Linked DNA regions of Mus musculus: region 1 is linked to region 2. A link is a contact called in public Hi-C data. All regions are on one chromosome and are shown on one strand. The core of a region is the stretch at or near the end of the contact, and the rest is flanking DNA. Distances in the headings are between cores, read along the strand shown. Region 1 overlaps Jarid2 (jumonji, AT rich interactive domain 2). Region 2 has its middle 34 kb from the start of Gm29676.

The links. Hi-C and Micro-C count contacts between places; a contact is called where the count stands out from the background.
Region 1: a Hi-C map of cerebellar granule neurons shows a contact between it and region 2, with 2.0 times the contacts expected there. The contact joins two enhancer-like sites. A contact is called at or near these places in 2 of 484 Hi-C or Micro-C datasets (brain and cerebellar granule neurons).

Annotation. Positions count from the first base shown.
Region 1 is chr13:44,894,726-44,897,841 of GRCm38.p6, reverse strand. It overlaps Jarid2 (jumonji, AT rich interactive domain 2), which reads right to left. Exons shown (of 18, transcript NM_001205043.1): 6 at 1,353-1,588. Among named protein-coding and RNA genes, the nearest start is that of Dtnbp1, 110 kb to the left of the region's middle. Within about 2 kb of position 1,466, at least 5 of the 459 cell types and tissues checked have an H3K27ac peak or open chromatin away from gene starts, as enhancers often do. A contact at or near this core is called in cerebellar granule neurons, where this site is marked.
Region 2 is chr13:44,292,245-44,295,287 of GRCm38.p6, reverse strand. No RefSeq gene overlaps it. Among named protein-coding and RNA genes, the nearest start is that of Gm29676, 34 kb to the right of the region's middle. Within about 2 kb of position 1,312, at least 53 of the 459 cell types and tissues checked have an H3K27ac peak or open chromatin away from gene starts, as enhancers often do. A contact at or near this core is called in cerebellar granule neurons, where this site is marked.

The DNA.
Region 1 (3,116 bases), core at 217-2,716, 600 kb before region 2:
GCAGCACACAGGTGCTAGGAGTTCACTCCATTGTGGCTTCTGTGGTGAAAATGGCCCTATAGGCTCATCTATTTGAATATTTGATCCAGAGTTGGTAGACTGTTGGGAAGGTTTAAGAGGTAGCTCTGTTGGACTAGGTGTGTGAATGGGGAAAGACTTTGAATATCAAAAGCCAATGCCAGTCCCAGTGCCATTCTCTCTGCCTACTGCCTGAGAAACAGGCTGTGCTTCGTCAGTGCCTTGTGGCTGTCTGCAACCATGATCCCTGTAATGATGAAGAGGGATTAATCCTCTATAGCTAGAAGCACCCAAATTAGAAGCTTTTATTTTAAGAGTTGCTTTGGTCATGGAATCTCTTGTAACAGCAATAGACGACTTGCCTCCCTCCAATACCCTAGACTCTGATATAGATCAGCTAGTATGTAACCACCATGGAACAGTGGGCAAAGACACCCCAGGCCAAATGGTACTTGCTCTACACCCCCAAGCTACTTCCATAATGACACTCATTACTGCTGAGATATGGAGTGCCGAAGAAGAGACACGATTAATGGAGAGGAGCAGCAATGTTCCTAGGTAAATGTAAAATAAACCATGTATCCTTGATTATGAGACACTTCATGAATCACTGGAACAAGAAGTAAATAATCTGGATACACAACTAATTTGAAACACAAATCTAATTTCTAGTCTTAAGGTGGCCTGTGTTAGGAGCAGAAGAGATGGCTCAGTGGTTAAGAGCACTGACATTCTTCAAGAGGACCCAGGTTCAATTCCCAGGATCTACTTCCAGGGTATTTGAGACCCTAACATGTATACATGCAGGCAAAACACAAATTCACATAAAATAAAAATAAAATTATGAAAGGATGACCTGTGTTGTGCATTAGTGTATAATTTTACACAAAGACAAGGAAATAATATTTTATATGCCTGCTTCACTAGAAACTAGTCTATCTTTAGTCTCCATCCATTTTATCTCATGCACAAAACTAAGCTGTGTAGTATTCAGCTCAGTATCCTTGGCTGCCTTGGATGCCCTCAGTGGGAAATATGTGCCTAATCCAGCACAGACTTGATGAGCTAGGAAGGGGATGGGAGGTGCCCTCTCAGAAGAGAAGAGGAGCAATGATTGGAGGGGGAGCAGCACTTGGTATGTGAATACTGTGTAAGCTCAAGCTATCCAGGAAAGAAAGGGAGGCCAGATCTGGATCCTCCCAGGGTAAGAGAGACACCTCATGTGATCTCTGTCCAATCATGCTCTACTTTTCCAGCTCGGTCAGCCTGAATTCACCTTGATTAATAAACTGGGCCTTCTGTGGGACACTAGAAAGGCCCTCACTGAGGGTTACCTGTTTCCGTAAGTCCTGAGCAGACCGATGCGAAGGGGGAGGTTGGTGGTTGGCAGCAAGTCCCTTGGCAGAGGAAGCCGCAGCCGAGGCGGCCGTGGGCTGAGCCCCTGAAGCCTGTTCTCTCCGGCTGTCTGCCCTGGGCTCGCTGTGCTTCTCCTTCCCCGGAGTGGCCTCTTTGCTTCTGTGTTTGTGAGCAGGCTCTTTCTCCCGTGCTGACCTACTGGAGCCATTGAAAACTAGAAAAGGAAGAGAAGGGAAGAAGGAAGTCACTACCTTGAACAGAGGAACCATACCATGTAACTTGGGATGTGAATACTGTGTAAGTTACCATGTAACTCAACCATTCTCCAGGGAAATAAATGGCCAGCACCAAGATGCACAAGGACATGAAATGTGATGATGAACCCGATTGAAAACACTTCAAATATATCCTAGGAACTATGTATTTCCTATATCTTGGTTTTTTAAAATCCATTCAAAAACTACCTACTGTAGGCAACGGATCATCGTGGCTCAAGCCTAAAACTAACACTCAGGAAGCAAGACAACCCTAACCCGAAAGTGAAGACCACTTTGGGCTAAGCAGACAGTTCTAGGCCATCCTGACCTAGAATGAGATGTCTCAAAAAAAAAAAAAAAAAAAAAAAATTTAAAAGATAATTTCCTTCCAAGATTATCAACAGTATACTAAAAGACAAAAACTGAACCAGAAAAAGTAACACTGTGTTTCCTCAGCTTACAAGGGGACTGTGTCATGGAAAAACCCATGTAATCAGAGTAAGTACTGTCAGGAAGAAACTGAACTGCTGCAGCATCTAATACTGCAGAGCTTGGTTGGCATCAGTTATCTCTCAGTGCCAGGAGGCTGGTGGGTTGCTGGGCTCACACTCACTCCTAGCATCACCAGACAAGACAGGATAGAGAGCCACTAGCCCAGAAAAAGACGCAAATTCAATACTGAAAGTGCATTTGCTATTGAATACAGTTTGCTTTATAGTATCAATAAAGGTTAATGTCCTGGACTATCTGAATGTAGTCACATTCTAAGACCAAAACCACCTGAATATCACAAGAAGACCTTAGAGAAATGTGAAGGCACACACTTGGAGACTACAGAGCTGCTTTGCAACTGGCCAGTTAAGGCATGCAGGAGGTGGAGCTGCAAGCCATGCCTATCCATCCATTACTAAATTCAGAACCAGCAACCATCTCCCTGAATAAACTACACTGATTTTAAAGATTCGTAAGATTGGTCATCCTGCTTAAAATTTCCTGATTAAGTTTCTAGTCATTATTTACTCATAACTACGTAACCTAATATCCTTTCAACTGAACCATCCGGTGACATCTTCAGAATCATCAATCTGCTTCCTGCAATCCAAAAGCTAAGTGACATCAGCTAAGTGACATCAGCTAGCCCCTGGAACCTTGAGGGTGTCTTGCTTTGTCCCCACCAATACACTGGTAGGTCTTTTTTTTTAATTGTTTTATGGCAGGGTCTCACCAGGGTCTCACCGTATAGATCAGGATGGCCTGGGTCTCACCGTGCAGACCAGGCTGGCCTTTAATTCACAAAGGCATGCCTGCCTCTGCCTCCAGAATGCTGGGTGAGATCAAAAGGTACAAGCCCTCAAGTAGAGCTGCCTTTTGTGCTATAACTATAGAGGTCATTGTAAACCAATTGCGAGCAGAAGGTCACACACAGCAAGAAGATTGAACAGAAGTCAAACTTTTTTCCTTTTCGAACCCTTCACACAGCTAAAA
Region 2 (3,043 bases), core at 63-2,562:
CAGGTTGCTTAGTCATATATATGACACAGCAAAGCCGTATTAGCTACTTGACTGGCTGGTCACTATGACCAAGTTCCTGACCAGAAGCAATCCATGGCAGGAAGAGTTGCTTTTAGTCCATTGTTTGAGAACTTCTTGACTATCAGGGCAGGAAAGCACAGTGGTGGGTGGCTCTGTGATAACAGAAGCAAGTAGCCAGGACGCCTTACATCTGAGTGGAAGAAGAGGTCTGAATGGTGGACTGTAGCATGCAGTTTTTGCTACCCTGCTTTAAGCCCCAGGCAGACCACTCTACTGGCTCCACCCAGGTTCTTTCAGATCTGTGGATGAAACACAGACACAGACACACACAGACACACACAGACACACACAGACACACACAGACACACAATTGCTCAGTTAACTTTAGTCCCAGCTCAGCATCCTAAATCTGCCCTCAGCTTAGTAATGTTTCTAACCTCCTCCCTGGAGAAGCAGCCTACAGTCTCTGTGTCACCTTTTCTCCTTCTGAAGCATAGCCAAATTCTCCCTTCCTCCCCAGTGACTCTTAACCTGCCTCTGGGGACCCAGAAGTCCTGCCTCTTTCCTTCTGCCCAGCAATTAGCCCCGAGCATCTTTATTGATCATTCACGAACCAATTGGGGAATAGGATCTTAACATCAGAACCACCCTCTACAGTGGAACTTGGCTGGCTTTCTCCTTTTTCCCTTTTCTTGTCTTGGGATTCCAGCCAACGGCATGGTGTTGCCCAGCTTAGGGTGGGCCTTCCTTCCTCAGTTAGATCTTTCTGGAAACGTCCTCATTGACATGACCAAAGATGTACCCCCTCGGTGATGTCAACTTAGTCAAGGTGGCAGTCGGAACGCACCATTCCAGACTGCAACTGAGCACTTGCTGGAAGCCATTGCAAATGAGTCTCTGATCATGCACAGAAACCTGTCTTGCATGAAGCTGTGTGTGCCCCGTATGTGCTCGTTTCTTATGTATGCAGGACATTGACTGGCAACAGAAAGCCAGCGTTGTAGCCCTGTTGAGACCAGAATCCTAGTTCTATAAATCCCCGAGGGGTCCTCCACTGAGATTTAATTTAATTTTTAAGTCTTGGCAAATGGGATGCTGTATGTTTGGGTAGACTCGCATCGTTTAAAAGGTTCTTGCAGTTTAGATCTTGCGTGTAATTTGTTACATTAGCTCTGGGCAAAAATATTTGCTTTTTGGTCCTTTGTGGTTTGGGTTCCTCCTCAATACTGACCTGGCATGCTAGAGAAGGCAGAGCTGTGGAAACGAGCCATGGGGAAGGGGAGGGAGGTGTCGGCGAGCCCGTGCAGTAAAGCTTGTTGCTAATGGCAGCTTGGTAGACTGTAGGAGCGGGCACGTGATTTTCCTGGCTCGCTTGACAGTTCTTGTGTATTTTGGATCTTACCCTGTTGAGAGCAGGAAACCGAAGCAGCTTGGATGAGGCCCTTTAAACTCAAATGGAAGTTGGGAAAATGTTCCTCCCAATACATTAGATTAAGTGAGAGTGGGGATTTTGTTGTTGTTTAAAGTGAAATTCACCCTGTTTTTATGAGTCCTGACAATATAAAGGTTGGCTGTCTTTAACATGAACAGACCCACAATGAGTTATTCTAATTGAGAATTTGGCTATCTTCTTGGATTCTAAACCTGTGAGCACTGGGTAATATTCCACCACTAAGGGCTTACTCCTATATCTGTGGAGACAAGAATGAGGCAGATACCATGCCCCATTTTATTAGAGCAATTACAGAAAAAAAAATCCAGTCCTTCTCCATCATTCATAGTCCAATAATGGAAAATTCTAGAAAGAACTAAAAAAATTTTTTTTTTATTTCACATTGATAGGGATCATATTCTGGGTCTAGTGAATGCCAGGCATTCAACCCCAGATCTATACCCCCCAGGATCAACTTGTAAGCTTTTTCTCCTCTCCTCTCCTCTCCTCTCCTCTCCTCTCCTCTCCTCTCCTCTCCTCTCCTCTCCTCTCCTCTCCTCTCCTCTCCTCTCCTCTCCTCTCCTCCCCTCCCCTCCCCTCCCCTCCCCTCCTCTCCCCTCCCCTTTCCTCCTCTCCTCCTTTTCTTCTTCCTCCTCCTCCTTCTCTCTCTTTCTCTCTCTCCCTCTCTCTTTCTTTTTCTCTTTGAGACAGGGTTTCTCTGCGTTGCTCTAGCTGTCCTGGAACTTGCTCTGTGGAACAGGCTGGCCTTGAACTCAGAGCTTCTCCTGCCTCAGCCTCTCAGTGCTGGGATTAAAGGTATGCACCATGCCCGGCTCAATTCATCAGCTTTGTATTGTGCATTTATTGAGCAGCATAACAAAAATCCCACGTGTCCTGCCTGAGACAGGAAGTCTCCTTTGCTCAGTGTACCCTCTCTGTGTGAGCTTCCTGCCTGATTGCCATTGGGTAGCTGCCTCTGTTCTCACATTCACACTCTAGGTGCTGCAGAGCCTGAGCTCAAATGAGTCTTATTTTACTTAATAATGTTCCCAGAGCACAAGCTAGGGATGTCGGTAATTCAGATATGTCAGCGTTTCCTTCAAGAGAAACTGAAAGTACAGGAAAATAGTTTGAGAAAGATGAGGTCACTGAGACCCAAGGTCACATTGGATGCATGTGACAAATGTAACGTTTCTTCCTGTGGTGATTCTTGCAGGGGTATCTGGGTATTCTGGGCATTGCCTTGAGGTTAAATAGTAGCCACAGTGATTTTAGACCTGCTCCTTTCTACGGCACAGCATCAGCCTCAGAACAACAGCACAGAATGTTTTATAGCCAGCTTTGATCCATAACTGTAGAGGAAAGGGGAAGCTAAAATACTCCTTGCTAGCTGTCACTCAGAGAGCCAATGTGGTCCTTGTGAGCAGGCAGATCCTCTGCAGGGACATACCTCTGCCTTGGGCCCTGGTAGCAAAACCTTCTCTTCTTGTTATCTCACCCTAGGTGACATAGTGGCTTCTTGGCATTGCTTATCTATGGGTCGGTTTGAGTTCCATAAGGGTTTATACAACTCAAAACTGTATGCCTCTA